Regions from separate parts of the Capra hircus genome. Here region 1 is linked to region 2. The links are chromatin contacts, called in public Hi-C maps. All regions are on one chromosome and are shown on one strand. Each heading gives the region's core, a stretch centred on a gene start, on an enhancer-like site or on the middle of the called end of the contact. The rest is flanking DNA. Distances are from core to core; before and after follow the strand shown. Region 1 has its middle 100 kb from the start of TMSB10. Region 2 has its middle 23 kb from the start of TMSB10.

The links. Hi-C and Micro-C count contacts between places; a contact is called where the count stands out from the background.
Region 1: a contact with region 2 is called in a Hi-C map of liver, with 4 times the contacts expected there. The contact joins two enhancer-like sites. A contact is called at or near these places in 2 of 5 Hi-C or Micro-C datasets (blood and liver).

Annotation. Positions count from the first base shown.
Region 1 is chr11:49,705,970-49,710,691 of ARS1.2, forward strand. No RefSeq gene overlaps it. Among named protein-coding and RNA genes, the nearest start is that of TMSB10, 100 kb to the left of the region's middle. Within about 2 kb of position 1,427, at least 1 of the 5 cell types and tissues checked has an H3K27ac peak or open chromatin away from gene starts, as enhancers often do.
Region 2 is chr11:49,582,514-49,587,434 of ARS1.2, forward strand. No RefSeq gene overlaps it. Among named protein-coding and RNA genes, the nearest start is that of TMSB10, 23 kb to the right of the region's middle. Within about 2 kb of position 3,663, at least 2 of the 5 cell types and tissues checked have an H3K27ac peak or open chromatin away from gene starts, as enhancers often do.

The DNA.
Region 1 (4,722 bases), core at 177-2,676, 120 kb after region 2:
ACTCATCAGACTAGGAATGGAAGGGGACTTTATCAACCTGTTAAAAAAATTGTTATGAAAAACCCATAGTTGATATCATATTTAATGAAGAAGACTGAATCCCTCTAAGATTAGGAACAAGACACAGATGTCTGCTCTCACCACTTCTCTTTGACCTTGTGCTGAAGGTTGTAGCCTTCAGGGAAATTAGACAAGGACAAGAAATAAAAGCTATTCACATTGGAAAGGAGGAAGTGAAGCATCTTATTTTCAGAAGACATCATCTTAAGTATAGAAAATCCTAAGTAATACACACACACACACACACACACACACACACATACATAGAGAAACCTATTAAAACTATTAACTGAATTCAGGATATAAGATCAATACAAAAATTATTTGTATTTCTATACCCTAGCAATGAATAATGTGGAAATAAAGAAACCAGTTCCACTAGATTTGATATCTTACAATAACCTATAATGGTAAAGAACCAGAAAAAGAACCCATCTATGTACAACTGACTTGGAATTAATATTCTAAATTAACTATACTTCAATTTAAAAAAAAGGTTAAAAATAAAAGAAACCAGTTCCAGATGCAACAGCACAAAAAATCTTTAGGACTCAATTTAGTAATGAGCAAGATGCACAATAAAAACTAAAAACATTATTGGGAGGAATTAAAGAAGATCTAAATAAATAGAAAGACATCTCATGTTTGTGGCTTGGAAGACATAATACATAGTGTTAAGATGCAGTATTCCCCAAATTGAGCTTCACATTCAATGCAAGCCCTATCACAACCTCAGCCGATGAAAATGTTTTAAAATTAGTGGTAAGGGTTGCATACACTTTATGAATGTTCCCCAAATCCTGAAATCAATGAATTTTATGTTATGAATGTAATGTTCAAATAAAACTGTTTTAGAAAAAATAAAGAGTCAGATTTCTTCATCTTGTTTGTTGAAAAGTTCTACTTGAAACAAATGGCTTGGTAGCCCTGGGTGGGTCTGGGAGCGAGTTTCCTCCTCCTGAGTCCTGTATGCTGTAGTTGGATGGCAGGCTGTGCTGCACTGCCAGGTCAAGTTTGTCTCAATGAGCTGTCAACCATTGCTCTGCAGGCACCCTGACGAGGCTCAGGTCTCAAAGGTGTCCGTGGCTTGTCCCCTAGTTGGGTGGTGGAGGCTCTCTGTTAGGATTTGGAGCTGGGGACTCTATTCCAGGAGGCTTGCTAGGTCTGAGAGATGAAACAAAAGGGAGCTGGGTGCCCAAGGCTGCCTGCCTCTTTAGTGTGGGTTTCTGCCTCCCACTGCTGCTGACTTGGCTGTTTTAAGAGCTTCCCAGATGTCCAGTGCTGGGACGATGGGGTGCTGGGGGCAGGGACCAGGAGAGGCTTTGAGATGACATTGGCCTGCCGATGTGAGGAGGGCCGGCCGCCCCAGATGGAGACTGTACTGGACGGATGGCACAGGTGACACCGGGGCACCTGGGCTCGCCTGACTTTCAGGTGTGGTACTTCATACAGCTGCAGCTCTGGGTGGAGACCTCACAGTCCCTGGGCCCTCCGGCTATCAGGAGTGTCCTGGAAAGCCACCAGGGCTCAGCTGTCTTCATGGGGCGGCTTTCTCCCCTGCATGTGTCCATTTCTCCTGGTGCCTTGCTGAAGGCTGAGTTGATCAGAGGGAACCACAGAAATTCAGAAATTGCTCCCAAACTCTTCACCTTGCCAGTGTGAGATTTAAAAACCTGTGTGGTTAGCACGCTTTTCATTGTAAAGTGAGGATAAGCCCAAACTGAAAGCTCCAGAGGTTTAAAAGGAAGCAGCAGCTTTTGTCATGGGGACCTGCAGGTGAAAAGATGAGATGTGGCGCTTCTCTTTGGAGTAGGAGGAAATTGAAGTCAGGCAGTATAGTATATTGCATAATGATAACAATTGCTGATAGGGACTCTTCATTCACTGAACAATTACTGTTTTCATTCCTGTTTGGTTGAGAGTGTGGACGCTGGAGCCAGACCACCTGGGTCTGAGTTGCAATTTGCTTAATCTATCTGTGCCTCTTCCTCATCTGGATAATGGGGTTAATAATACACCTGCCTTATAGGATGGTTGGGGGGAGGCAGAATGTTGTGTAAAGCACCAAGAACAGTGCCGCACACCTTGTAATGCTCAGGAAATGTTAGTTGTTTTTATTGTTGTGGTTTCTCCTTGTTAGCATGGACTGGGTAATGGCTAGAGGGGCAGGGGGTGAGAGCCATCACTGCAGCACTCTGCAAGCTCAGTCCCCCTCCCCAAGTCTGGGCATACTCTGTTCATGAGCTTGCTCGCTTCTACACCGGGCCTTGCTAATGTTCTTTTCTTCTGAGTCCGTTGCATGCATGCATGCTCAGTCGCTCAGTCATGTCTGACTCTTTGTGACCCCATGGGCTGTAGCCATCCAGGCTCCCCTGTCCATGGGGTTTCCCAGGCAAGAATACTGGAGTGGGTTGCCATTTCCTCCTCCAGGGGATCTTCCCAACCCAGGAACTGAACCTGTGTCTCCAGTGTTGGCAGGCGGATTCTTTGCCACTGAGCCACCTGGGAAGCTCTGAATCAGTTGCCCCTCTTCAATCTTGGGTTCCTAGACTGTGGTTGGACCCAAGAATGCAGTAGAGCCCAGTACCTTGGCCTCTAATTACACCCTCAGGTTCCCCAGGTTCTAAGTTTCCTCTGCTTCTTATTGCAGTGGAGTCGGGACAAGGGAGAGTATGGACGGACCTTCATTTGTTTTCCTGGTCTCTGGCTCTTAAGTATTCTGTTGTCAGAATGGCAAAGACCCTGGGGCCAAGCTGCCTGGATTTAGGTTCTGCTTTGCTGCTGCTTTGTGTGTGAAGTCCTGAACCTGCTTTACCTGTTTTCCATTTCCAACTGGAGATAATAACAATCCATCTAAGCTTTTTTCTTGGATCAGAGGATGGTATGCTGCAATTTAATTAGCTATTTAGGACATTAATGTGCCAGCTGTCACAGAAGGGGACATCGTGACCTCGGAAGATCATGTCAGTTCTGAGCATCAAAGACTGAAATGGAAGAATACAAATCCCAGGATCTACCCCTTGAAAATACTTATTTTAAGTTGCCACCTTAAGCTTGTCTGGTTGATCTTTGAGGCTTTTTATTGGAAAAGAAAAAAGCGATATGAAATTCAGGTTGAGGTTTCCAGCTATGGTGGCTTCTGCTAAATGGAGGATTTTATTGTGCATTTATAAGTATACCGAGGGCAGAAAGGGGCTGGGATCCTCAGTTTACACAGAATGGTCAGGACTTTCAACACTGGACTCCGAGGTGGAAGGCTGGGACTCGGTGTCTCCTTAGCTGTTTGGCTCAGGTCAGCGCACTGCCTGGCTCTGATCCTCAGAGTCCTCATCTCTGAGACACGGCTTATTGCACGCTGTGGCCCCATTGCAGCTCTCCGAACTTCTGGGTTGGACAGAGGCAGCGTTATTTCTTGGTCCCTGGGCATGTGTTTGGGGGGTGTGTTTGAGGGCCACAAGTGCTGCCACAATTCTGATTGTTTTTCTCACCACAGGGGATTTCATGGGCAATAGCACAGTTTTCCATCTTCTGTGATGGGAAGGCTGCGAAGTAGAACATTCCCCCGCTGGACGACCCATCAACAAATAACCTTCCTGTGCTTCAGTCCCAGTTGGGGAGCAGTTAGGGGAGCCAAGTGCCCCATGGGGCTGCCTGGGCACCAGAGCGAGAGGTGTCCAAGAGGTGCCAAGGGCCCCAGCAACAGGCCATTAAGCAACATCTTGGCCCCCGGTCAGCTGGCGCCCCCATGTGGCTGGGACTGTGTCAGACAAGTTGGCCGGTGGAGCACTTTGGGCAGCAGAGGCTCCAGCGGCCCTTTGTCCCAGAGCTTGGGGAAGACACGAAGGTGAAGGTAATTCTGTTCGGTGGTCCTGGGTCCCAGGCAGGGTAATTCAGCTCAATGCTCTGTCTTTGACCAGGACATTTGTGAGATTTTAGGGAGGCATGTGGTGAAGTCAGTCATAAAGTAAGGCGAAGGGTGGGGGGTGGGGGTGGGGGGGGGGTGGGGGTGGTGGGTGGTGGGTGGTGGTGGTGGGGGGGGGGGGGGGTGGTGGGTGGTGGTGGGGTGGTGGCGGGTGGTGGGGGTGGTGGTGGGTGGTGGTGGTGGGTGGTGGTGGGTGGGTGGTGGGGTGGTGGGTGGGTGGTGGGTGGGTGGTGGTGGGTGGTGGGGTGGTGGTGGTGGTGGTGGGTGGTGGGGGGGGGGTGGTGGGGTGGTGGTGGGGTGGTGGGTGGTGGTGGGTGGTGGTGGTGGTGGGTGGGGGGTGGGGGTGGTGGGTGGTGGGTGGGTGGTGGGGGGGTGGGGGTGGTGGGGTTGTGGTGGGTGGTGCGTGGGGGGTGGGTGGTGGTGGTGGGGGATGGTGGGGCAGAGATGCAGGGGTGCCTGCAGACCCATCTCTGAGACAGCAGCAAAGCCCCTGCTCTTTCTCTGAGCTGTTTCTTCCCTCCAGGTCTGTTTATTTCTCATTTTTTATGCAGAGTCAGCCTCCTACCCTGTGGACCCTTCTGTAAAGAATTCAGGAGGCCAGGATCCCCCACTCTCAGCAATGCTGCCGCCCCGTGCTGGCCACCCTTCTAGTCTCTGCCCCGTGTCCAGTCCCTGTGGGCACCAAGTGGCCCTTTCCACCCACCTCTGTAGGTCTGATTGGGCAGCCATAACAAAACACC
Region 2 (4,921 bases), core at 2,413-4,912:
AACAAAGAAGCTTTTATGTGAAATGTTTATATTAATCTGGCTAGGTGAAGCTGGGCTTTGTTTAATGTATACTAAAGCTGTAGGTGCCAGAGGCTACAGTTTACTCTAACATCCTTAATTTTTCCCCTTTCATTGTTGTCTTTCGTCTTCTCTGATAACTCCTTTCTCTTGAGATGGTTATTTATATTTTTGGTCCTGCTGTGCAGCATGTGGGATCTTAGTTCCCTGACCAAGGATTGAACCTGTGCCCCCTGCATTGGAAGGATGGGGTCTTAACCGCCGGACCATCAAGAAAGTCCCATCTGAGAATTCCTTGTAAAAACTGTGGCAACAACCCCTCCCCCCACAACCCTGCAAAACGTAAAATTCACCCTCTCAACATTTTTCAAGAGTATACTATAATACTGTCAACTGCCATGCAACTGATTCCTAGAACTTCTCTATTCTAAAAAAAACCCTCTACATCGATGAACACCAACTCCCTACCTCCTATTCCCCTCAGCCACTGGCAACCACCATTTTCTTTCTATTTCTGTAAGTCTAACTAGTTTAGAGACCTCATATGAGTTCAATCAACACAGTACTTGTCTTTCTGCGATGAGCTTATTTCACTTAGCATAATGCCATCAAGGTCTGTCCATATTGTATTAATAGCATATGACAGGAATTCCTTGTTTTTAAAGAATGGATAGTTACGTTCCACTGTATGCATACACCATATTTTCTTTATCCATTCATCTGCTGATGGACCAGAGATTGAATCCATGTCCCCTGCATTGCAAGGTGAGTTCTTAACCTCTGGACCACTAGGGAAGCCCCCCTCTTCATTTTCCATCATGCAGATTTGCTCCACCACCTCAGTATTTTGATGTATCTAAGAAAAGTTGCTAATTTTCAGTGTATTTTTTTTCTTGTTTTGAGGATAGAGTGACAATTTCCCAGATGTTTGTGTTCTAGCTGAAACTGAAAGTCTTCATATTTTTTTAAATGAAAACAAACATATTCAAAAGCACAGAGAATAGAGAAGGAATCCCCATAAACCCATTGTTCAGATTCAAAACGTACGAACATTTCCTCACATTTATTTTGTTTTTCCATCTATTCCTTTGCAGTTTGCTTCTTTTAGTCTCTATGGAAATAGTTTACAGCAAATCCAGACATCAATCAGTATGCAATCAGTTTGAAGCTCTAAAAAAAAACAAAAACAGGTTTTTCAGGTTGTTGGTGATTTTGCTCACGTAACTTTGGTATTTTAGCATGGAGTTTTTTTGTTTCATTTTGCAGACAAATTTGATGGCTGAAGCATTTTCTTTTAAAAATTAAGATGTGATTTTTAATATTAAATATTGAAATGTTCCTAAACCAAGTTTTCTACACAAAAAAATATTTCTGAAAATGTTTACTCAGAAAACACTATTACTGTACCTGGCAACTGCTTGCGAGTTTAGGTCCATTTTGCCACTAGCTCCTGGCTGAAGCAACATTTCGACACCAACACCTGCCTTATTTTCTGTCTGCTGGTCCCCTTCTATGACCTGAGGGACTTCCCAGGTGGAGCTAGTAGTAAAGAACCCACCTGCCAACGCAGGAGACATAAGACATGCGGGTTTGACCCTTGGGTTGGGAAGATCCCCTGGAGGAGGGCATGGCAATCCAGCATTCTTGCCTGGAGAATCCCATGGACAGAGGAACTTGTCAGACTACAGTCCATAGGGTTGCACAGAGTCAGATATGAGTGAAGCGACTTAGCACACACACACATGACCTGAACACAACTCTCATACTCACTTCCACCCACTCCTTTTCCAACCTGGGTATTTCCTTCCCTCACTAATCACTCATTCATGGATTCAAGACTCATTTGCCAGTATACATATCTATGGACTTCCCAGGTGGCGCTAGCAATAAAGAACCCTCCCGTCAATGCAGGTAGACATGAGACACAGGTTTGATCCCTGCTTGGAGAAAATCCCTTGGAGGAGGTAATGGCAAGCAACTAACGTATTTTTTGCCTGGAGAATCCCATGGACAGAGGAGCCTGGCAGGCTACAGTCCATAGAGTCACACAGAGTAGGACATGACTGAAATAGGACAAATTCATAAACATGTACACCACAACTTATGCCACCATAGATTTAAGGTGATTAATAGTGATTAAACCTTAAATCGTAATTAAATTAAAAGATTTAAGGTGATTAGATCTGCTTTTCTTAAAACGCCTTCAGACCTGCCTTCCCATCTGTCTCCTAGGGGTGGTCAGCATTGCTGACCTTACGGGTGATAAAAAGGACCCATGTGTCTGGGTTTGGGACTCTACCCACTTAGATCAGGCTTGTGTTGAGAGAGGCCCAATTCACATGTGTGAGTGTGGGTGGAAAAGCAGCTTTGGAAAGGAAGAGAAGCCCCACAGTAGACCGTGCCAAGGCCCCGTGACTGTACTAACACTCGCTTGTCAGGGTCCTTTGAAAACCACCTCTAGGGAAGTTGCAGCTCCGTCTACTTCTAAATGCCTCTCAAGCTTAAAGGTAAACAAGCTATGCAGTGTTGAATAAGAATGTGTAGAGAGCAGAGATCTTATAGGGAAGCTCGCTGGAAAATAGGAGACCTCCTGAGAACCCAAACTAAACTCCAAAGTTGAGTCAAAGCAGGAGGTCAAGCGCTCCACCCTCAACCCTCGCGCCAGTGTGAACTGTTTGGGGAATATGAAGGAGGTCAGTTGTGATCAGAGAAGAGGGAATGTGTTAAATTTGTTGCTTCTGGCCTTTAGGCTGTTTAGTTGCTCAGTTGCGTCCAACTCTTTGTGACTGGGGACTGTAGCCTGCCAGGCTCCTCTGTCCATAGGATTTCCCAGGCAAGGATACTGGAGCGGGTTGCCATTTCCTTCTCCAGGGTTCCTGATCCAGGGATCGAATTCACATCTCCTGCATTATAGGCTGATTCTTTACCACTGAGCCACCTGGGGAAGCCCGCAGATACTACACTACTTTCTGGATTTTTTTTTTTTTTCTGCTTTGCTGGAGACCTGAAACAGAATTGGAACAAAATACAGAAACGTGTCCCACTTCTCTACGGCTACTCCAGAAATGGCCACAAGATGGCGCTCGTTCCCTCTTTAGGGTCTTCAGTGTTCCTTCCGCCCAGTAGCCACCACTTACGCCCCGTTGTACCCGGAACCTGCTTGTGGCTGCCTGCAGGCTGGTGGTTTGAGTTCTTTCGTGTCCCTCCAATCTTGCATGAACGAAGTCTGCTCTCCTGCACTGGGAGCCTGGAGTCTTAACCATTGGACAGCCAGGGAAGCCCTTCAGAAGTTTTTTAAACATTGTGCTGGCCTAAAACTGCATATCTCCAAGCTACTTATATTTAAAATGTCTGGCCCAGGATAAAACCTGAATTCCCCAGTATAGCCCTGGGGACCCTTCACAGCTATCCCCGCCCTCCTTTTCCATCCCCATCTCAAGCACTTAGGCTCTAGGCAGACCCAACACGCCCTCCACAGCCTTCGCCCTGGGCGCAAATCCGTTGTCCAGAAAGCCCCTGCTCAAGCGTTCCCGCTCCTCCGCTGGCTTGTGGGGTCCTCACAGGCTGAGACAGGACCGCTGCCTAGCTTCACTCCAAGGGGCAACTTTCCACTGGACTCTGTCAGAACGGTGTCCCCCGGGGCAAGTTGTGCAACGTCGCCGCCGGCACGGAGCCGGCTCTCGGCGTGACACGTTACCGGGCTCGCTCAGTCTGCGGCCGCCTCCACGGCCCGCCGCCAGTCGGCGCTCATCCTCCCCTCGGGGGCTATGCGGCGGCCGAAGACCACGGAGGCAGGTCTGTGGCGCTTTTGAATCTCAAGCCGCCCTTTGCCCCTCATGGCCCTAGAGCCCTGAGCCCACCAGAGACCGGATTTAGGGTACATTCCCCTCCCTTCTGCCCCGTGGTTGGTTCTAAACACCCCCAGGCTCAATTCGTTTCCATGTGGACGCTGGTGCTCACTCAAGAACTTGTTATTGGAGTCATCAGACCCTCTCATGATGCTCGAATTGACAGTGCCAGCCCTGCACTTCCACTTGCCTACACCAGCCCTGTATCCCTCGGGGGTGGCCAGGCTTGAGGAAGTGGACTAAGTGGACTGGCACCTAGATAGGCCAGGCAGACACCCCAACTCCCCACCCCCAGAGTGTGACCGAGGGGTTCTGGAAAGACCCTGTTAGCACTCTGAGCAGGCCGGCAGAAGGGGGAGATGAAGCCATGGGGGGGCTTCCAACAGCCGGGAACCTCCAGGCGAGCTGAGCATAAGCAATGGGACAGCCTTGTCTAAAGGGCCATTCATCTGCCTTGTGTCTATGTTCTGTGAAGTGAAAGTGTTAGTTGCTCAGTCGTCTCTGACTCTTTGGGACCCCATGGACTGTAGCCTGCCAGGAGTCTCTGTCCACGGAATTCTCCAGGGGAGAAAACTGGAGTGGGTAACCATTACCTTATCCAGGGGATCTTCTCCACCCAGGGATCAAACCCTCCTCGTCCTGCAGGAGGATTCTTTACCATCTGAGTCACCAGGGAAGCCTTTCTATGGCCTTTAAGACCTCTAGAATTTCTAAAAAGAAGGGGCTAGGCAGCGATCTGTTTGGAAGAGGGTGGCCTATGGCATGGAAATGAGGGAGGCGCCTACAGACTTGCTTTGCAAGGATCCCCTTTTGCAGCTTAATAAAAATAATAAGATTTTCTAGCATTGTTTTTGGAGAAGGCAGTGGCACCCCATTCCAGCACTCTTGCCTGGAAAATCCCATGGACGGTGGAGCCTGGTGGACCGCAGTCCATGGGGTCGCTAAGAGTCGGACACGACTGAGCGACTTCACTTTCACTTTTCACTTTCTTGCATTGGAGAAGGAAATGGCAACCCACTCCAGTGTTTCTTGCCTGGAGAATCCCAGGGATGGGG